Linked DNA regions of Sus scrofa: regions 1 and 3 are each linked to region 2. A link is a contact called in public Hi-C and HiChIP or PLAC-seq data. All regions are on one chromosome and are shown on one strand. The core of a region is the stretch at or near the end of the contact, and the rest is flanking DNA. Distances in the headings are between cores, read along the strand shown.

The links. Hi-C and Micro-C count contacts between places; a contact is called where the count stands out from the background. HiChIP or PLAC-seq counts read pairs in DNA pulled down with a chosen protein or histone mark.
Region 1: a contact with region 2 is called in an H3K27ac HiChIP or PLAC-seq map of alveolar macrophages. The contact joins the promoter of PWWP2A here to the promoter of SLU7 in region 2. A contact is called at or near these places in 1 of 5 promoter capture datasets (fetal liver), 1 of 47 Hi-C or Micro-C datasets (liver) and 1 of 2 datasets of contacts at active chromatin or transcription factors (alveolar macrophages).
Region 3: a Hi-C map of liver shows a contact between it and region 2, with 12 times the contacts expected there. The contact joins the promoter of TTC1 here to the promoter of SLU7 in region 2. A contact is called at or near these places in 2 of 5 promoter capture datasets (fetal liver and liver), 3 of 47 Hi-C or Micro-C datasets (heart right ventricle and liver) and 1 of 2 datasets of contacts at active chromatin or transcription factors (alveolar macrophages).

The regions. Positions count from the first base shown.
Region 1 is chr16:63,406,691-63,411,241 of Sscrofa11.1, forward strand. It overlaps PWWP2A (PWWP domain-containing protein 2A), which reads left to right and starts at 3,208. Exons shown (of 4, transcript XR_002339711.1): 1 at 3,208-3,877.
Region 2 is chr16:63,115,783-63,119,931 of Sscrofa11.1, forward strand. It overlaps SLU7 (pre-mRNA-splicing factor SLU7), which reads left to right and starts at 2,644. Exons shown (of 16, transcript XM_003134093.4): 1 at 2,644-3,037.
Region 3 is chr16:63,513,133-63,517,934 of Sscrofa11.1, forward strand. It overlaps TTC1 (tetratricopeptide repeat protein 1), which reads right to left and starts at 2,385. Exons shown (of 8, transcript XM_005672575.3): 1 at 2,255-2,385; 2 at 572-932. The coding sequence starts at 901.

The DNA.
Region 1 (4,551 bases), core at 1,958-4,457, 290 kb after region 2:
CTGGGTTCTCAGTAGCTATGGAACTCCCTGAGGGCAGAATTGCTTGTTTTTGTCTTTGCAGTGCATAAAATATGATGTACTCCTGCCTTCTTTTCCAATCTTGTCTCAGCTACTTATCTTCTTGCTTTTTTCCTCTTCAACTACACTGGTCTCTTTCTGGTATAAACTAAGCCCTCTTTTGCTAGAGGACTTAAGCAATTGCTGTTCCTTTTGATTCATACGGTACATTCTGCAGTGTCATATGGCTTATTCTTATGCTTTGCATTTTAGTTAAAAGGTTTTATACTCAGAGTTCCCATGTGGCTCAGCTGGTTAAGGATCTGGCATTGTCACTGCTGTGGCTCAGGTCACTTCTGTGGCACAGGTTCAATCCCTGCTGGGAACTTCTGCATGCTATAGATGAGACCAAAAAATAAAATTCTTTTTTTTTTTTGTCTCTTTTTTTGTCTTTTCTTGAGCTGCTCCTGCGGTATATGGAGGTTCCCAGGCTAGGGGTCTAATCGGAGCTGTAGCCACTGGCCTATGCCACAGCCACAGCAACGCAGGAGCTGAGCCTCGTCTGCGACCCATACCACAGCTCACGGCAACGCCAGATCCTTAACCAACTGAGCAAGGCCAGGGATTGAACCTGCAACCTCATGGTTCCTCATCGGATTTGTTGACCACTGCGCCACAACGGGGAACGCCCAAAAAATAAAATTCTTAAAAAAATTTTTGCCCTTAGGCCTTTTCTGACCACTTTATCTAAAGGAGATACTCTCTGCCCCTCCTCCAGCTACTCCCTATCACCTCACCCTGTTTATTTCTTTTATGGCTTTGCTCATGATCTGTAATAGCGTTATTTATTCTTTGCTTATTTTCTAGCTCCTTTGCTAGAAAAGTAAGTCCTAGAAGGCTTTCATGTTCTTTCTGCATGCCTTCTGCCTGCCTAGCCCAGTAAGTGACAGATTTATTTGTTTGCCTTGAATATTTATTTGTTGAATAAATGGATGAAAGTTCTTACCAGTTTAGGAAGCTTGAAGTTTAATAGAGAACAGACCCGGAAAGAGTAGAAACAGAGAGGGCCTTGAATGACAAAAAGAAGAGAATATACTTGATGTGACTGTAAGAAGCCAGTTTAGCCTCTTGAGTTGCAGGATGAAAATGGTGATTTCAAATGGTGACTTGGTATGCTACTATCTGCTATAAATCCTTAATTTAAATGACTCACTACAGTGTCTTGCAATGAATTACTGCAAGAGATAATCAGGTCTTAGGTCTTGAGGGGTATTTTCCTCCCTGTGGGATATTATACAGTATGGGAACTCAGTGTGGGTCTAATAGTGTCAAGGAGCTATATGTTATGTTTAGTTACGTGATGATGGTGAAATATAGACAATTGATCACTGTGAAAACTCTGTAAGGTGGGATCCATGCCTGTTTTCTGTAGCCATCTAGCCTGCAGGAGATAAACTATTTTGTTCAATGGATGAGTGAAACATTCATGCACTTGCAAAAACCTGGTTTCTATAGCATCTGTGTGATCTTTAAGAAGACCACTTTATTTATTTATGCTTTTTCAGGGCTGAACCTGTGGCACATGGAAGTTCCCAGGCCAGTGGGTGAATTGGAGCTGCAGCTGCCAGCCTATGCAACAGCCAAGACTCACCAGATCCAAGCTGCATCTGTGACCTACACTAAGCTGACAGCAACACTGAGATCTTTAACCCACTGAGTAAGGCCAGGGGTCGAACCTGCATCCTCATAGATACTAGTCGGTTTTGTTTCCACTCAGCCACAAGGGGAACTCCCTCAATTTCTTTATTTATAAAATGGGGTTAATAGTACCTGCTTTATAGGAGTGTTATAAGGATGAAATGAGATATTATACTAAGTGTTTGTATTAATGCCTACACGTAGGAGGTGCTCAATAAACATTAGCTGTAAGTAATCTTTAGAATTTCATTTTTCACTCCACCTAAAGCTGGTAACTTTTCTCTCTTTGCTGTAGGCATTCTCAGTGCCTACAGTCTCTTCTGGAGAAAAGACTCAATCTGAGGTGCAATTAGTCAGAAATGGGTTCAATAGATTCTTCTACACAAGTGAAGAAACAAAATGGGAACAGAGAAGTAGGAGCATTAGGGCGGTGAAGAGAGAGGATTTTTTGCACCTGTGGCATAGGAGAGGCCCGGAACGAAAAAAGCTGGAGCAAGGAGCCAGGTGTCACCACTTTCCAAAAAGTAGTGTTCACAAGAAAGTCCAGGACTGCTCTCTGACATACATTAAGCTGACAATCATCAGCTTAATCTAGTGTGCATGGTGTCCTTCCTGTTTTCTTCCTTCCTTTCTCTCTCCTTCCCTCTTCCTTTCCCTGCGCCTGAGGCCTATGTAAGTTGTCTGGCCAGAGATTGAACTCAGGCCGTGGCAGCGACCCAGGCTGCTTCAGTGACACTTTAGGATTCTTAATGCCCTCCTTCGCAAGAGATTCGTTAGCATTTTCCTACTTTGGAATAAGTAGGTGCATTGTTCCTAGAAAGTAGAGCGACGTCGAGGAAACACTTTTTGTGGGAGCTTGAGCAGCTGCAGTGAGGTTATGGGAATGTCTTACACATTATTCTATTCTATTCCCGTGCAAGTGCCTTGCATGGTAGGAGCTCAAAAACTGTTTTTTAGAATTATCTTCAAACTTTTAGTTGTCCCTCTCAAAGAAGCCTGTGCCCACACGCGGCAGCAAGCAGGTCTGCGCCTAGAAATAACATTTATTCTAAGGACCTCTGCGCAGGGATTCCTGGGAGGCGGTTCCCCTCCCTTATTACTTCGTTTCTCCACCCCTCGGTCGCCTTTGAAAGAGTAGGAACGCCACGTGATTCCCTCGTTTACTCCACCTCTGAAAAACCGGCTGATAATGGGCAGGAGGGTAGACCAACTGTAAGACGTTATTTTCTCCTCCAGCCAATAGAAAGAGGAGCTAAGTATAAGGCTCAGCTTCGGTGACTCCCCCGCCCCCTTTGAGCCCGTCCCCAACTCCTCCTCTAAGATACCACATTTGACAACTCGCCCGGCCAATGAGAAGTTCCTACTCTGCATGGGAGGGATGGACTGGGTGATAGACGTCCTGATTTGACCAGTGGAATGTCACAAGTGCGGGAGGGGTGTAGGACGGAACCAATGGCGCAGTGCCAATAGCGAGCATGGGGGGGGTAAGGGCGGGACAAAACTGTTAGCGTGAGGGCGGGGAAGGCCCGGGGAACCCAGCAGCGCTGCCGCCGCCGCCGCAGCAGCAGCCGGAGTTGGAGGAGGGAGAAGCCAGGAAGAAAATGGCGGCTGTGGCTGCAGAGGCGGCAGCGACTGCAGCGTCCCCCGGGGAGGGGGGCGCCGGCGAGGCCGAGCCGGAGATGGAGCCCATCCCCGGCAGCGAGGCCGGCACTGACCCGCTCCCGGTCACGGCCACTGAAGCATCTGTGCCGGACGCCGAGGCCGACGGGCAGCAGTCCTCTCCTCAGGCCGACGAGCCCCCGCTCCCGCCGCCACCGCCGCCGCCGGGGGAGCTCGCCTGCAGCCCGGAGGCGGCGGAGCTGGAGCTGGAGGCGGACGAACTGCCTGCCGGTGTTGTGGAGCTGACGGCAGCCGCGTCTCAGGAGGGGCCTGACCTTCCACCTTCCCCTGCACCGCCGCCCGAGCAGCCCCCAGCTCCCGAGGAGCGCCAGGAACTACCGCTGCCCCAGCCAGCAGCCCCTGCGCTCGTGCCGCCGGCGGGCGGGGACTCCGCGGTGTCGCAACTGATCCCCGGCTCGGAGGTGCGGGTCACGCTGGACCACATCATTGAGGACGCGCTCGTCGTGTCGTTCCGCCTCGGGGAGAAGCTCTTCTCGGGGGTCCTGATGGATCTGTCCAAAAGGTACCGCGTCCTCCCCAGCACGCCCCCGGGCGCCCCGGCCCCCACGGTCCCCGGGGAGGGATCGAGCCTGGGCGGCCCCTTCACTTCGGGCTCCCGCCTCTTAGGCGCCCTGCTGCCTGTACCGCCCTTGGGTCCCGCGCGGCGCGTGGCGCGTGCTCCGAGAGGGGCAGGCGCGTGGGGCCGCAGGAGGGCGGGCCCTGCCCCAGGTGGACGCCCGCGAGTGCAGGTGTCCCGCCGGGTCGGGGGCGCGGGTGTTGACGGCCTTGCGGGTCTCACCCCCAGCCTCGGCCTTTTCCTATGACCTGGCCCTGGCTCACCCACACAAGGGTGGATGGGTTAATGCAAAATGCAGAAGGCTTTTTGCAGAGAACGGGGTGCTGGATGGGGGATACTGCCCTGTTCTCAAATTAGCCTTGAATGAGGTTGAAAAAAGGGGTGTGTGCTTTGGGACTCCCAAAAGGCTGTCACTCCTTATAAAGGGAAAAGCATTTATTAAAAATGAGATCCTTGACTGTTATTCTTAGTTAGAACTAATTCCCCCTAGATAAGTTCAGTATGGAAGCATATTTGGTTCATCATGATGATGGCTTTAAGAAAAGTCTAAAGAAGAGATGTTTTTTTTTTTAACCTTTAGTATCGAGATGTGGTATAAAAGTATTCAAATACTAACTTCT
Region 2 (4,149 bases), core at 1,394-3,893:
GTAAATTTGAAGATCTCATTGGCTTTATTCAACAACTTGTGAATCAGCATCCCACAGAACAAACAGAAGTGTGTTCCAAGGGGCTGTACAAGCTGAAGTGTTTTTGTAGGAAGAAGGATGAGGCATAGGAACTATCAGCAAAATAAAGGATTTTGAGGCCAGGACATCTTTGCCAGTGGTGGAGGCGGGGAACAACAAGAATTTTACAAGACGATTGCCTCTTCTTGCTCTGAGAGGTGGAGTGGGGGGTAGGGGATGACGGAAAGGGTCCACGTGACACTGGCACTGACCAGGAAATTCCAAACTGATTAGATGACATTTCTTTGACACTGATTGGTAAATTCTAAACTGGTTGATTGGATCACATTTTTGGAGATTACATTTCGGAGTTGTGATTAGGTTAAGTGTTAAATCTAGATCTGGTGTCATGGGCACAAGTGACTCGATTTGGGTCCAGTAGCTTCTCTCTTTAACAACACCCACAGCTTCCAGGTGGGAGTTCTTTTATTTCCTGAGGTCTTTGGGGAGTACAAGGTTAACATCTCCCTAGGGTAAGTCTTCCCCCTACAATAGAAAGCATTATGTCTCACAAGGTCCTGTAGTAACTGTAAAATGCCGCAACCACTCCATCTTTTTTTTTTTTCTCTCTTTTTTTAGGGCCACACCTGAGGCATATGTAAGTTCCCTGGCTAATAATCAAATTGGAGCTGCAACTGCCGGCGTACACCACAGCCCCAGCAACACCAGAACCAAGTCACATCTGTGATCTGCACCAGGAGCTTGCAGCAAGGGGTGTAGGTCATTAAGCCTAGGTGAGTTAAGCTCAGCTCAACCCAATGAGAGGGGCCTGGGATTGAACCGGCATCCTCAAAGACATTGTGTCCAATTCTTAACCCACTGAGCCACAACAGGAACTTCCAACAACCACTCCATCTTTGAGTAACCACTGTTTTCTTACTAAAGATGCCCCTGAATATGAATGGGGATACGTAACTGCTAAATGACCATCGCCACATAACCGCACCTATGTCCTAATTAAGCCCAAGCTATCAAACAATAAGCCATCCAGAACTGATTCCTGCTTCCTTAGATCCCCATCAGAATCCTCCAGGGGGAATCCAAACTTTACAAAAGATTAGAGAAGAATCTTGTCAAGCACACATAATTCCTCTGGGAGATGTGCTCCCTGGTTTGTTCTTGGTGGTTTTAACTAAACAGGCCTTTACACTTCCAAGCAAATTTCAGCAATTGTTTTAAGGAGATAAAAATAAAGCTTGAGTGATTCACAGACTGATCAAGTTCAGACTATTTTCTGACAACTTCTTTTCAACTATTGCCTTGCACAATCAAAATTAATAATTACATTCTTATGCCCTGGACACTGAAAATTAATAAGAAAAAAATAGATTATATGATAATGAGATCTTTTATTGAGACAAGGATGTTAGCTATTTTCACTTTGACATTTGGAAGGAATATATACGTGTTATTTCAAAAAACAAAATGTTGACCAGAACATTGGAGTTCCCGTAGTGGCTCAACGGTTAACTAATCTGACTAGCATCCATGAGGATGCAGGTTCAATCCCTGGTCTTGTTCAGTGGGTTAAGGATCCGGCATTGCCCTGAGCTGTAGTGTAGGTCAAAGACACAACTGGGATTCTGTAGGCCCACAGCTACAGATCTGATTCGACCCTAGCTTGGGAATCTCCATAAAGCCACGGGTGTGGCCCTAAAAAAGCAAAAAAAAAAAAAAAAAAAACTCAGAGAAAGTTCTACTCCAAAATTACTGCTTATTTTCCAGCACTTTATTTCACATTACACTTTAAAGGAAAGTTCAGATGCCATATATATCATTGTTTTGTTTTCACACAACGGAAATCGTTCTAAAGAGCTTTTTTCCTAAGAGTAAAACACAAGATCACTTTGGGGCAAAGTGTTGCAATTACGGATTAGATCCATATATCCTCAGAGGACCTGGTATTCCTTTGATAGCAGCTTTCTACAAATCACCGGAAAAACTTAGTGTCTTTCTCACTCTGTATGATGTAAATTCGAAGAGGGAAAGACTGTGTTTACCACGTCCCCAGCGTGTTACACTAGCTACTAATTAATACTAATTTTAACTCTTTCTTTCTTTCATTTTTGGCTGCCCAACGACATATGGAGTTCCCTCGCCAGGGATGAGAACCGAGCCACAGCTGCGACCTATGCTGCAGGCAGGATCCTTAACCCACCGCACGGGCTGGGGAAGGAACCCGCTTCGCAGCGCTCCGGCAGAAACGCCGCCGGTGTCTCTGAGCCTCAGCAGGAAAACTTTCACTGCTTTTTTAACTTCAAGCACTTCCGCATTCATTTCGTTGCACTTTGATTTCATTTCGTGAAGCATAAGCTGTTGTCTGTTCTCGGCACTAAAACTTTTGTTTGCATGTTTTGTTTTACGTCGTAAAATTCTGCGACTCAAAAAGAAAAAGAGTTGAAAAAGCACAGGATGTAAAATGAGCTGCTCAGGAGTTCCCGTCATGGCGCAGTGGTTAACGAATCCGACTAGGAACCATGAGGTTGCGGGTTCGGTCCCTGCCCTTGCTCAGTGGGTTAACGATCCGGCGTTGCCGTGAGCTGTGGTGTAGGTTGCAGACGCGGCTCGGATCCCGCGTTGCTGTGGCTCTGGCGTAGGCTGGTGGCTACAGCTCCGATTCGACCCCTAGCCTGGGAACCTCCATATGCCGCGGGAGCGGCCCAAGAAATAGCAACAACAACAACAACAAAAAACAAACAAACAAACAAAAATGAGCTGCTCAATTCTAACCCAAAACTAGAGACCCCCTGTAGAGAGGTAGGTACGGATCGAGATCTCGCGAGACCAGCGTCGTTTGGGTGTCCGAGACCCAGAGTCTTTGGTGCGCATGTGTTAGTCGTCCGGAAGGCGCCGCAGTGGGTGCCGGGAGAGGAAGGAAAGTCAGGAAGTAAACATTGACGCTCCGCTTCCTTCGTGTCCGGCTGTTTTGGGGTCAGCAACTGCGCGACTTCGTGACCAGGTGAGGGATTATTGTGAGAATCTGGGGAAGGGGAGGAGGGTGAAGGTGAAGAACTCAGGGAAGTGAGCTAGAGGCTAATACAGATATCTTTACGGCGTTGACGAACGCCAGGTTGAGGAGAAAATGGGAACAGGGGACCGAAAAGGATGCCGCCGTGCTAGGCCTCATACGTGGTACTTGTGCCCAGTTAGACCAGGACTGTATCTTCAGTGGCATGACATATAGTGCTGGTGTTATATTTCTCTCGGACAGTCCTGCATTGGAGGGTTTTAAGCTTGGGTAGTGGGACATGATATGGTTAAATCTGTTTTAAAAAATAGCACTGCAGTGTGGAGAATTAATTGTAGGGAATCAGAAGAGACTCAAAGGAAAGAGTAATAACGTTGTTGAGAGCAGAAGTAGATGAATTTGAGTGATATTCAGAAGGTGAAAATAATACTTAGTGCTGACAGAGATATGGGTACTAGCTAGAACGTTGTTAAGTGATGGATGATGGTGTCTGTCTTTCATCAAGAGAGGGAACAGTGGAGGAGATTAGATTTCAGAGAGAAGATTAAGATTTGTTGAGTTCAGGGAGTTCCTCTTGTGGCGCAGCGAAACGAATCCGACTAGTATCCATGAGGATTCGGGTTTGATCCCTGGCCTCTATCAGTGGGTTAAGGATCTGGCGTCGCCATGAGGCGTTCTGGTTGCAGACTGAGGAGAGGAAAAAACAAAACAAAACTGTTTGTTGAGTTTAGTTTTCTCTGTGGTATATAAGTGGAGATACTTTGAAGCAAGTAATTGTAATGTACTTATCTGAAGCTCAAATAAAAGGTCTGGAGTAGAGAAATAAATTGGAGAGCCAACAGTTGTGTATTTTGGCTGTTGAAGCCTTGGAAATAGATAAGCTTGTCCTCTGCTGGAGTTAAGAGTGATGAAGAAGGCCCTAGGATTGAGCCTTGTGGAATCCAACATTAAATGACTGTACAGAAATGAATGAACTTGCAAAGGAGACAGGAACCAGTTTGGATCTGGTGTGGCTGCAGCATCGGCTAGCAGCTGCAGCTCTGATTTGAGCCCTAGCCTGAGAACTTCCATATGCCATGGGTAAGGTCCTAAAACACTAATAT
Region 3 (4,802 bases), core at 1,135-3,634, 400 kb after region 2:
TTCAAGTTCGTTGCAGACAAACTCAGATATTACGGTAACTTTTCAGGTGACCTTACTTATGAGATCAGTATGGAGGACACCAAGCCTCTGTCTCCCGAAGTGAGAGAGTTGCACAGTCACTAGCCCAGGGGCAAAGTAGCAGCAGAGTATACGTTTTATTACAGCATCTGCTTTGTAGGAAAACAGCTGTTTTTGTTATTAAATTCTACATTATACTTTGGCTTGGAAATCAAAGAAATCCAGCTTTGAAGGTTAGTTCTGCCATTTATTAGATATGTGATTCCAGGCAAGCTGCTATACTATTCTTAGCTGTTCTCTTACAGAATGCTAACAGTATGCATATCATAGGTATGTCCTAAGGATTAAATGAAAACACAAGTAACAATTTTCCCTCTCATTTTATGGATAAAATGTGGATCCGGTGTTGGTGTAGGTGGGCAGCTGCAGCTCAGATTCAATGAGTGACCCAGAACTTCTGTATTCGGTAGAAGAGGCCATTAAAAAAAAAAAAACAAAAACAAAAGGAAGCTAGACAACATAGCAAATCATGCACAATAAATGTAATATATACCTTTTTCTCCTCATCTGGCATGTTTTTTTCCAGTTCTATTAGGTATTCTTCATCTAGTTCAGAGGAATTCACATCATCATCAGATTTGTTCTCAACCTTGTTGGGTCCTGGCTCCTCCTCAAATGAGGCACTAGAGTCATGAAAGCACTCCTCTTCTTCCTGGTCTTCCTGGGGACGAGCCTCAACATCCTTGTGCAGCTTGCTCTGGGTATGGTCATCTTTGGCATTAGCAACTGGAGGGCTAACACATTCTGCTTCGTGGGTATCTGTAACTTTCAAACCATTGAACATATCCTCTGAAACCATACAGTTTTCTGACTTCTCTCCCATGCTCAATCGTGAAGGAGGTGAAGCTCAAACTCTGGGAAAGAGAAAACATGTTAGGTAATGGTTATTTATCTACCTATCAAATGCTAACCATCACATCTGAACAAATTCCTGCATCAAAGCCCAAATTGTACCCTAACATCTTTTCATTGAAATTCATTCATTTATGTATTCACATATAAAGGATATCATAAGTCCATAAACAATGTCAAATGTAATTTTAACCGATACTTTTCAGAACTTTTTTTTTTTTTTTTTGCTTTTTAGGGCCACATCTGTAGCACATAGAAGGTCCTAGGCTAGGGGTCAAATAGGGGCTGTAGCCACTGGCCTACACCACAGCCACAGTAATGCCAGATCCTAGCCACCTCTGGGACCTACCCCACTGCTCACAGCAACGCAGGATCCTAAACCCACTGAGCAAGGCCAGGGATCCAGCCTGCATCCTCATGGATACTAGTTGGGTTCGTTAGCCGCTGAGCCACAATGGGAACTCCCCAGCACTTCTCATAAGCAACAAGATAAAACCTATTTAAACGTGACTCTTCCACTTTCCACTTCTTCCAGTTTGTCCCAGTAGCAAAAAAGTAGGCAGAAGTGAAAACAATGGCAAGAAAAATGAAGAGTCCCTAACCTTTATTCAGAATAAACAGCAGGTTGTAAATAAGAAACTATGGCCTGTCTTTCCAGCACCACCACACGAATTACCAAAAGAGTAATTATCAATTTCACCCAAATGTGTGTGGTAGAGCCGAGGCAGGTTAGAGTGGAAGGGGAGCCCTGGCTCAGGTGGCCCTAATCAGGATTCTCAAGGGGGTCAGAATCAGCCACTAAAAGCGTGGTTCTCAACCCTGGCTGCACAACATTAACACTTTGGACGCTTTACAAGAACGAGTGCTCACTATCTTACACTCTACAGATTCTGATTTACTGGTCTGGTGTGGAGCCAGGGCATCTGTATTTTTAAAAAGGCATCTCAGGTGATTCTCACGTGCAGCCAATTGAGAACCACTGCTGCAGAAGCTGAGTCAGACTGTCACCAGCCCCGCCCCTCCGGTCGCAACAAATTCACGCCAACGACCCTTGCTTGTGTTGCGACAATAGCCCGAATTCCCTCCAGCACGTCTCAAGAAAACTTAAAACAACACGATTTTAATAAGGAGACTTGCCTCCACAGCAACGTTTTGTTTCTCTGCGCTCCCAGGTGGAGTGGAAAAACGCAGGAGGTTGAGGCCCCAGGGTTAAAGACGGGCCACCCCACGCTCCCCAAGGATTCGTACCCTAGCTGTGTCCCTAAACCTGAAGAGAAGACACCTAGGCGGCTACTTACTGCTTCACAGCTCCTAGCGTCCTCACCTTCCCAGCTTGAGATCCTCTTCTTCCGCTCAGTCAAGGGCTCTTCCGTCGGCGCCAATAGCGTCGCTGTTCGCAAAGCGTCCTGGGAAATGTAGTAAAACCTCCAGGAGAGAGGGCGTATCTGTCCCTGTGTGACGTCATTGTACGACCTGAAGTATAAGAGACGGTTGCCATCTTGAGTTACGGCTAGTCTCCGTGTAACTCAGCGTCGGAGGGAAAAAGAAAAAGAGAAAGGCTGTTTCTGTGCTGTTCCTTTTACACCTTGGCTCTGACCTTTCTCATGCTGCCTGTGCTGTGTACAGAGGAATCCTGAAGCTTTACTTGTCCAAAAGTAAAGTTTTCGATCGAATGGTTCTCGCAGTGTGCATTTTAAGGGCTTCACTGCTAGATCAACAGTGTTGATAATAATAAGTTGTTATCTGCCTTTCCATGTTCTTTCCCGCATGAATGTTCAGTGGATTTTCCAGAGGCTTTGTGTCCTGTGATAGCGCAATGGATTGAATACAGAAGGAGTGATAAAAATTCAGATGTCTTCTATTCAGCCAGAGATTTGCAAAAAGGTAAAACACCACCATATATATATATATATATATACACATATGTATATATATGTATATGTGTATATATGTATGTATATATATATATGTATATGTATATATAGTTTTGGAAAACATAATTATCATCTATAAAAGGATTATTTGTGTTAGCATGTAATGGGTGTATTGTTATCCTAAGTGAATTAATAAATTAATATTACAATTTTTTCAGTTCTTACACAGTAACCCACATAAACAAAAGCTTTTTATGGTCCTTCATAATATTTGAGAATGTTAAGTGGCCCTGAAACCAAAAGCAAACTGTTGGCCTACATAGTCATTCAGAAAACGTTACTGAATGTTTATTAGACCCCAAGCAATGGAGTTCCCATTGTGGCACAGCGGAAGCAATCTGACTAGTAGCCATGAAGATGCCGGTTAGATCTCTGGCTTCACTCAGTAGGTGGGGATCCGGCATTGCCCTGAATTGTGGTGTCTGTTGCAGACTCAGCTGGGATCCCGCGTTGCTGTGGCTGTGGTGTAGGCTGGCAGCTATAGCTCTGATTCGACCCTTAGTCTGGGAACTTCCCATATGCTGTGGGTGCAGCCCTAAAAAGCAACAACAACAAAAAGGCAAAACAAACAAACAAAAACAAAAACCTGTGTATATATGTGTGTGTCAATTTTGGAGACTTTTTAATATTTCTTAATTTTTAAAATACAGCAGGAACTTCAAAAAAGTGTTTAGATTTTAAGACCTTTAAGAAGTCCTGTTAATAAATTCTGGTGTGATAGAAAGGCTGTAAATTTTAGAACAAACTAAGTAAATAAATAAAATAAATGCATTATAGCGTCAGCTCTTTAATTTTAATTTTTTAGGGCCGCACCTACAGTATATGGAGAGTCCCAGGCTAAGGGTCGAATCAGAGCTGAAGCCGCTGGCTTATGCCACAGCCACAGCAATATGGGGCCTGAGCCGAGTCTGCGACCTATAGCACAGCTCACAGCAATGCTGGATCCTTAACTCACCAAGTGAGGCCAGGGATCAAATCTGCATCCTCATGGATACTAGTCAGATTTGTTTCCGCTGAGCCAGGACTGAAACTCCAGTGTCAGCTTTTTTACTTTACTAGCTGTCCAACTTTGGATGGTAATTCTAATAGCTAACCTTCATTGATTATGTGCTTATTAGGTACTACATGTCATGAAAAAAGCTTTAGGTGGATTATTTGATTATTGGAATTCTAATTCTGGCTCCATCATTTGACTACCTGTATTACTTTGGAGCAAATTAATTAGTGCTTCTAAGCTTAATATATAAATTTATCTCATATGCAAAAATTGGATAACACTGGATCCTCCCACTTAAGTTTTTGGCAGAGAGAAATGAGAAAATCTAGAAGACAAGGACCACAGGCCTAGGCACATGATGTTTCATGAATGTTAAAGACAATACGTGACAGGCCTTGTGACAACAGCTGGAGACAAGAGACCTAATATGAAACAGTCCCATCCGTAAGAAGTCAGGGGTGGGGGAAGGGGGGAGAGGGGGGAATAAAGGCACTGCTGAGCCCCAAAGAATAAGCAATCCACTCTTTTCTTTCTATATCAAGAAGACCAACATCCAGTTGGGCCAGTTTGGTAGATCTTTACTAATAAGACATTTGAGTTAGGCTGCTGAAAGAGGAATAATTCATTAAGAGGACAAAAACAGGAGAGGCTGAAGGACATCAAAAAAATATTTTTAGAGATGCAAGCCAACCAATCAATTCCTGGAACCGCAGAGATTTTGTCTCTTTTTGCTTACAAACCCCTCTGTAAAAGGAAATTCATCTAGAGAGCAGTGCTGTTGTTATTTTCCCAGCACAAAGATCTCCTCTGTCTTGTTTACAGTTATGAGGGGTCAGTGAACATCCTGTTATCACATGGGGGAATGGTCCTCTTTCAGGAATTTATGACCAAAACACAGAGGAACTCAGTGCTCTGATGGGTTGTGTCAAAAGATTTTGTGA